Linked DNA regions of Gossypium hirsutum: region 2 is linked to region 1. The links are chromatin contacts, called in public Hi-C maps. All regions are on one chromosome and are shown on one strand. Each heading gives the region's core, a stretch centred on a gene start, on an enhancer-like site or on the middle of the called end of the contact. The rest is flanking DNA. Distances are from core to core; before and after follow the strand shown. Region 1 has its middle 70 kb from the start of LOC121229556. Region 2 holds the start of LOC121229566 (probable methyltransferase PMT11).

Region 1 (4,289 bases), core at 571-3,070:
GTTGAAATTCTTTCACAAGAATCTCATGTTAAGTGTGGTAGTCGTAGACATATACCTCAATATTGTTTTGACATAAAGAGAGAAGCTTTCATGATTACTCAAAAGATAAATGGATGAATGCAATATAAGAAAAAATGGAGTCAATGAGATCAAACCATATTTGGGAATTGGTTGATCTACTAAAAGGACGAAAAGCAATCGGGAACAATGAGTTCTCAAAATTAAGTGTAAATCTGATGACACAATTGAAAGATACAAGGCACGCCTTGTAGTGAAAAGTTATACCCAACAAGAGGGAATAGACTACAAAGAGTCTTTCTCTCTTGTCATGAGATTTACCTTAATATACTTACTTCTAACAGTAGTAGCAAGTTTAAATTTGGAGTTGCACCAAATGGATGTGAAAACTACTTTTCTAAACAGAGAGCAAGAAAAAAATCTTCGTGGAGCAACTTATAAGTTTTGTTTATAAAAGTCAAGAGCACAAAGTGTGCAAGTTACTAAGATCAATTAACAATCTTGAGCAATCTTTTAGATAGTGGTATATAAATTTCATCAAATAGTGGTATATAAAATTTCATCAAACAATCATTTTGTATGATTTTACCATATTGATGAAGATATTGTGTGTATGTCAAAAAGACAAGGACAAGTTTATAATCTTGTCACTTTACGTGGATGTCATACTATTGGCTAGAAACAATGAGTATATAGTTACGATAAAAGATTGGTTATCTTCCAACCTTGAAATGCAGGTTACATTCATAGAGTAAAGATTACTCAAGATCATTTTAAGAGGATCATAGCTCTTTTGCAAGAGTCATACATTAAGAAAATCCTTGAATGATTTAGAATGAAAAATTGTAAGCTAATTGATACTCTTGTTGGAGAGGTGAAAACCTAAGCTTATCCACAAGAAAAGGCTCAAATGGACAAAGTTCCTTATTTTAGTGTAATTATAAACTTTATGTATACGATGATGTATACATGCTATGAAGTTGGACTAGTAAGTAGATATCAATCGAATCGAGGTTAACCCCATTAGAAAGCATTTAAAAGGATATTAAGGCATCTCAAAGGCATGGTGAACTACTAGCTATGCACCAAGAAAATGATCTGTATCTAATTGGAAATATAGATAATTATTGAAAAGCAGATTTTATGAAAGTGAAATCTATCAGCAGATTTTATGAAAGTGAAATCTATCTCCAAACATGTTGTAATCACCATATTTTGTCGTTTAATCTTAATTTGAGGACTAAGCTCATTTTATATTTAGATTGTTGTTTATTATTTAATCTTAATAAAATTAGTATTATTTTCATAGGAAGATCCAATAATATAAGCATGTTATCAATTTTCTTTTTCTTTCTTTATTATATTGTAAAATAATAAAATGAGAACAATTATAGAATTCTATATGTTCCGCCTGTTAATGTTATATTATTTTATAAGTTTTATTTGTTGATATATCTAAAATATTATATTATAATTAGGGGCGAAGCCAGAGTAAATTTTTAGGGGGATCGGATAAAATTTTAATTTTTTATAGTTTATATCTTTATAATTTGTAAATAATTAAATCGAATTTTTATAATTTTAAGGGGGTCAAAATATAATTTTACCTTACTAACATAAATTTTTTAAAAAAAATTTAAGAGCCAAAAAAGTTAATTTACGGGGAGCCGGCCATGCCACCCGGCTTCGCCCCTGATTATAATACTTTTATGTGTAGCATAGAATTCTATACATAGTATATTACTTATAGATATGCGTGCATGTGGAGGTTATGATAAATAAATGATGTACATGCCTGTATTTAGAAAGTGTATGGATCTTTGCTGTTTGAATCATGTAGAAAGAATTTGAAAAAGGGATAAGGATGAGGCCATGAGGGAGTTAATTTTACTGCTTTGAAGTGGGGTAAAAGACGTGGGTGAGTGGAAGTTGTAAACCTGAAAGAATGCTGGAAAACACTAAAAGCTAGCGGGAAAGACAAGGAAAAAAGGTATCAAATAAGCTATGGACCTACAACTTTAATTGATTATTAGAAAAAAAAACCTAAAACTTTAACTAAATTTCTATTTTTAGTAGATATTATTTTAGAAATGATCGTAAAACAAGATGATGATTGAACTACATCACTCGCCTAAATTGGTGTTCATCAATTTTATGTCCTCAACTAGACGATCCAAATTGCAATACGAAGACCCACCAACAGTTACACATTGTTTGGCATAGTTGGCCATTTTGGCAGCTGATTTCACAAATTCCCCCCTCTTTTCCACCATCAAATCATTCCCCATCTTCTCAACAACTTCCCTATCACACAAATCCTTCATATCTAAACCCAATCCCCACACTTTACTCACAAATCTGCTATTCAATTGTTGATCAGCAAAGTAAGGCCAACAAATCATAGGCACTCCTTCCACCACACTCTCCAATGTTGAATTCCATCCGTTGTGTCAAAAATCCACCAACGGCCTCATGAGCTAACACCTCTTCTTGTGGCGCCCAACTCACTCTGTATCCTCTTTTTTGAGTCCCTTCGATAAGCTCGATCGGTATACTGACCCCTTTATCATCTCCGCCGCCATTTTCAGGCATGTTATCGGGCCTTAGAACCCATAAAAACCGTTTCCCACTATTGACAAGCCCGAACCAGAACTCGAAAACTTGCTCCCTTGACAACACTGCAAGGCTGCCAAAACTTACATAAACAACGGATCCTTTTTGTTGCTTATCAAGCCATGACAAGCAACTTCTATCGACTTTCCGAAAATTATTCGAGGATGGACCGGAAGATGTTTGATCTGACTTGAAAAGTCTAGTCTTCAAGTGTAGATTGAGAGGTCCAATTGTGTAGATTTTGGGAAACTTAGTTCGCATATGGGATAATATTGGTCCTTCTAGGTCTTCAAAGGTGTTTAATAACAGTCCGCGGGCTTCGGAATTTTTTCTCGTTTCTTGAGCGATCTGTTGGAGAATTGAATCTTTGGTGTCGCTTGCTCGGCAAAAACTTGGAAGATCTCGACATCTAAGAAAAGCTTCCATGCCTGGAACACTTGTTATTAGTCGATCCATATCTTCATTTCCTTCCACAAACACATGTAGTTTTGTCAGAGGCCTTATTTGATATCAGAAATCACGTGTATGTCTGGAAAGTACAGATTTACAACATAGATATGTAGTTAAAAATAAAATACTAAAATATAAATAGCCAAATATATTATTATATATGTAATTTCATGTCAACTTATCATTTTTACATATTACTCATTAAAAATTTAATTAATGAATTAATGACTGTGATTTATATTAAGATTGAAATTTCAAAATTCGAAAAAATATAAAAATTTAGAATGATCCAAATAAAGAAAATAAACTAAATTGATAACTTTATGAATAGTACGAATAATTAAATTTAACCAAACGAATTTAATTATTACTGCTGAGGTAAGACTAAAATTTTATATTTTAAAAAATAAAGAGAATAAATTTGACTAGTTTAAAAAGTACAAAAACTAAATCTATAACTTTTTAGAAAGTATAAGAATTAATAGCAAAATTAAATTATATATAAAACACGGTGAGGTGGATACACACGGACTAGAAATTTTATTAAAGAAATCGACCCCTATAAATTTGAGACAAATCAAAACCGGGATTTTCTCTCATCGTAGTGTGAACCCAAACTCTAATAATTAGTGTAGAATTTTCATTTATCTTCGCTTCCAGAAGACACTGGATTCGAATTTGAAGTTTAAGAAATAGCGTCTTATGATTAATGGATGAGTTAAGTTGTTAAAAAGAAAGGAATAATACCTTTGATAGGAAGCTCCCCAGCATGGATCATATCAGGGATTGCAAAATAAGCCCAGAGACTGCAAGCACTAATGGTACGAAACTGAATGATGGGAATTCCAAGCTCATCAGCAATATCAAGTGCGAGCCCTAAGACCCCATCTCCTATAATACAATCCACTTTCGGCTTACTATTAACCAGCATTTCCTTGAAAAGTGGTTTGGTTATCAATTCCAAACCATCAAAGAGCTTCCTCACAAAATCACTGCCTACTCTGGGATGATCGTCAGGGACACCATCTAGTATGGTCTTGAATTGGAATCCCGCATATTTGGCGAAGCGGGAAAGAATATCGGTGTGACGAAGAAGTTGTTGATGGATGAAGTGGGAGTTTAGGAAGGTGACCTTGAGGCCTGCATGTGCTAATAGCTCAGCTAGCTTCAGCATGGAGTTGACATGGCCTTGTGCCGGGAGAGGGAAG
Region 2 (4,617 bases), core at 660-3,159, 740 kb before region 1:
TGTTTTGTTCATTAGGCTAGAGGTTCGGTTGGCGAGATGTAAGATTACTTAGCAGTAAATTTTACTAGATTGATAGAATTTAATTTTTTAAAACAAGTTTAGTTCCTTTAATATTTTTTGTCTCAATTTCTATAAAATTAAAATAAATTATTATAATTGTTATTGTTATTGTTTTATTACAATTTATATATCAATAAGTAACTAACTCATGTTGAAATAAATTTATAAGTCATAACTATAATCATAATTAATATACTAATAAATTAATCATTAAAGTAAATATAATAATTATAATTTTAAAATATGACATCTAGAAATTTTTGTTTTCAATTAGACTTAAATTTTATTTAGGAAGAGGACTAAACTGATTAAAATAACAAAAGCAAAGGGTGACTAGCTCCAAATTTTAAGATTTTGGAATTTCGCATCAATGCAGTCCAAAAACACACATATAAGTTAAGCTTGTCTACCGTTTTTCATTATACTACGTTTCCTATAAAGATCTAAAGATGCCAAATCCATTTTAGTACTTTAACTTTAAGGCATGTAATCTTACACTAAACGCAAACTCTCCTTGTCCAGCTAAACTACAAACCATTTAATTTCTCCTTCCTAACCACTTCCGAAACAGCCAGTTGGCTCTAATTATCAACTCATGACTCAATCACACAAGCTCAGTTCGATATTCTACATTCTATTTAATTTGCACTTTCTAAACACCCAAAAACAGAAAAAAGCCAACTCAGATACTGTTGATTCTAATTTTTCCACTAGTGACTCCAACTGAGCCCCATATTCTCCATGTTAAGCTTAAGTATTCAACGAGCTCAGACCCAGTAGTTAAATAATCTAGAAAAACATTACATCAATAATTCGCTATTCTATTTACTTTTAACATGTATTTTTCAAAATTAAATAGAATTATTTACCTCATCGCGGCTCCTAGGCCAAGGGATCGGAGGGCAATATCCTTTTGGAGCTGGAACCAAGCAATTCAATCCTTTCCCTTTCTCCGGGCAATGTCGTTCAAATCTCTCCCCTCTCTCCGTCGATTTAAGCCTCTTAATCGCTTCCACGTTATCCAAACACGGTATATACTCTCTCATATTTTCTCCGCAAAACCCAAACTTCTTCACTCTAAAGGTAGACCTAACCTCCTCTTTACCCGTTTCCGCCTCAACCTCCGTTCCGTTATCCCAATTCTCCACCAAATCCGTATCAAACTCCCCGATCTCAAACTTATCCGACATTGTACCATTCTCATCTACGATCCCGTAAATCTTGAACTCTGGAGGTGGAGGCGGAGCTTTCAAAGACCCCGACGCCCACTTTCCTTCGCTTTTAGCTGAACGAGGAGGTTCCGGAGTGTCAATGAGAGCGGAGACATTGAATTCTTTATTGAGATTAGGAGAAAGAGCGATGGAAGAAGAAGACGACGTCGTTCCAGAAGGGGATTGGCGGGAGAAGAAGATGAGTCGGGAACCGTCGGACCAGTGTTTGCCTAAGTAAAAGGAAGCGACGGAAATAAAAATAAAGGCCGCGAATTTGATCGACGTTTGGCTTTTGAGGGAATCGACATGGCCGAGAAGTTTCATGGTTGAGAAACGCTTCAAAACGACGGCGAATGGCGGAGATCCGGAGTGTCGTTTTCTGAATCAGTGGCTTGAAGTACTGACTTTCTTTAAAATTTTCCCAAAGCTGGAGATTCGATTGATTTGTGTTTTGCTAGCGTCACTTGTCGGTGAACGAAAATTTATCTTCATCTGTGAAATTTATTTTAAAATTGATTTAATATAATAACTAAGTTTAAATCCATGTTATACATCTCATACTCAACTCAAAATGTATTTCTACAATAAGCACGACTCAAATACAAGTTATCAAACATCACAATGAAATTTTAAAATTTACAATTCTTTAAATTTTAACTTCTTTTAAAATATAGTTGTGCTGAAAAAAATTTATGATAATTATATGTATTCTTTAATCAAATATGAAACAGACCTATAAGTATCGAGTAAAATTTTGTTTAATTGAAGTGATCAAATCTAATGATATAGATATTAATTAGTTTTTTTTTATATATAATCCACGAGTTAATTGTGTATTAATTAATATATATTATATTATTTATTAAAAGTTTGTTAAAAAATCGTAACAATATGATTGAGGAAGTAAAAACACTTAAATATAAATGTTAAATTTTTAGAATTATAATAATTTGTATTATGATCAATATAAATTGGGATAATGGCAAAAAAATACACTTGTACTTTAACAAAAATTTGTCTAACGTGATACTTGAATTTTAATTCTCGTCTATCAATTTAGTACTTTCGTCTAACGATCTTAATTCCTACCAAAAGTTTACATGTAGGCTAATTATATACTACCACATGTGTAACACTCCTTACCTGAGTGAACTCAAGTAACAAATGTTATATTGAACATTGAACATTGAACATTGAACATTGAACATTGAACATACATTTATGATTTCAAACACTTTTAAATTAAACTTTTAATAATGAATTGAAGACTTTTTTACACTTTTAGGAATATAACTAGACTATTAATAAAGATTAATTGCATATAAAATTTGCTTCAAGTCTTATTTAATTGGAATAAAAAATTTCAACTGCAAGTTTGTATGTCTTGAGATCAAGGCCTACATGTCTTGAGACATTGCCATGACACTGTAGAAGTTTAGCTTCGATGTTGTCCTATCTCGACACAAAGTCCTTTATGTCTTGAGACATGGTTCGGTTACTGTAGATATTTACCTTTGAAGTTTGTACGTCTCGAGACACATTTCACATGTCTCAAGGCCTAGAATAGGGGACCTAAAAATTCTATTTTCAAGCACACCCAAACCATACCAAAATCGTTCATACTCATTCCAAACACAAACCAGAACTCATATACCAAATAATACCTTATATTTACTCACTAAAACACATCAAACTCAAATGTGGGAATCAATTAGTTCCCTATTTACTTACATAAACATTCACCTAGGTACATGCCATATACTTAAAAACAAAATAGTGGAGATAGCATACTCTTCTCCAAGCTCTTGGGATAGGAAGAGATGCAAAGACATTGATCCTTAGAAAATCCTCATGTCACAATTTTACCTACGCATTAGAAATAACACGTTAAGCTTATGAAAGCTTAGTAAGTACAACGAGAATTAAACTTGCCTTTTATTAATTAAATAAAAATATAGTACAATAACATTGTAATAAAAAAGTGTAAAACATATTAGTATTAGTATTAGTAACTCTATACTATAACTCAATCATTATAATTTCTTTCATTGCCATTCCATCACTGACTCATAACCTTGTCATATTATTCTTAGCTTTATTTTTGTCTTTTATTATTCAACGGAGGCCCAATGTAAACTTAACAAAACACATAGGATAGACAAAAATAGTACAAGAATGCACTGAAGTGCAATAGTGCAATAGTTTTATTAATCAATATGTAATTCATGAATAGTTTTATTAATCAATCTATTTAAAAAATTACAAGTATACTTAGACGAAAATATTACACTTAGGGCATAAGATCCAACACTAAGATCCACAAATTTGCCACTATTTTGGGTGTCGCAACATCGAAGCCTGGGTGTTGCGACACCGATGCCTAATGGGGAGAAATTAGCTGTAAGGGTAGTCTTTTGTCTAACACATTACCCAATCAAAACATAGCTTCTATGGGCATTCTAGTCAACTTTTTTTTTATTGTAATCAGATGTTTAAAAGCCACTTTTAGCTGAGAACTAAGAGAGCTTTTTGTCTTTACTTTTCTTTCATCTCTTTAGATTTCTAGTTAGTTTTCTTCATTTTTTCCAGGGTTTAATTTAGAACTTTTTTTGGTTTTAGTAGTTTTAGTTGTTAACTAATTAGTTTTTACTATACGTTTGTCTTAATAGCACTTTGATGCTAAAAAAATTCTTTATACTTTTATTTTAATCCATAGCTTTTAATAGAACTTAGCTCTATTTCTTTTTTCTTAGTTAAAAACTGGACCTTATTGGTATTTTTCACCTCTATGGTTGCTACCTTCATCTTCCTCAAGCAACCATCAAGAAATCACTAAGGTTACTTTTGTTGGAAAATGTGCCCATATTGTAGTAAACATGTAACTGTTTTCTATTTATTGGAATGATGAATAAACAAATAAAGTTAATTTCGCATTTCACTATTATGTCTTTTGTATTTTTTGTCTTTCATATTTTTCATGTATAGAGAAATTGCGACAAGCAAATATTAGTTCATTAATTGTCTAAGTTAAAACTAAAGATAAGTGGCATTGTAAGAATGTTTACATTGTGAGAAAAACAACTTACTTCAGTAGATAATCTAAATAAGTCCATAATCCTGTAAAAGAATCGAAGTGACCATTTGATTCAAATACTGAGAAGGATTATTATGTCGTCTACAATTCCAATTGCGGAGATGGCTAGTCTTGGCTATTAGAGCAATTGACTCCACAAGTAGAGGCATAGATGTATTCATTGGTAGAATGATATATTGGACTGGACCTAAGATGAATTAATTCTGAATCCGTTTGTGAATTAATTCTGAATCCGTTTGTGACGTTTATAGT

The links. Hi-C and Micro-C count contacts between places; a contact is called where the count stands out from the background.
Region 2: a Hi-C map of leaf shows a contact between it and region 1, with 1.7 times the contacts expected there. The contact joins the promoter of LOC121229566 here to the enhancer-like site in region 1. A contact is called at or near these places in 2 of 34 Hi-C or Micro-C datasets (callus and leaf).

What each region holds. Positions count from the first base shown.
Region 1 is chrA05:95,735,707-95,739,995 of Gossypium_hirsutum_v2.1, reverse strand. It overlaps the pseudogene LOC107957119. Among protein-coding and RNA genes, the nearest start is that of LOC121229556, 70 kb to the right of the region's middle. Within about 2 kb of position 1,820, at least 7 of the 9 cell types and tissues checked have an H3K27ac peak or open chromatin away from gene starts, as enhancers often do. A contact at or near this core is called in leaf, where this site is marked.
Region 2 is chrA05:96,471,120-96,475,736 of Gossypium_hirsutum_v2.1, reverse strand. LOC121229566 (probable methyltransferase PMT11) reads right to left here and starts at 1,909. Exons shown (of 9, transcript XM_041114171.1): 1 at 930-1,909. The coding sequence starts at 1,595.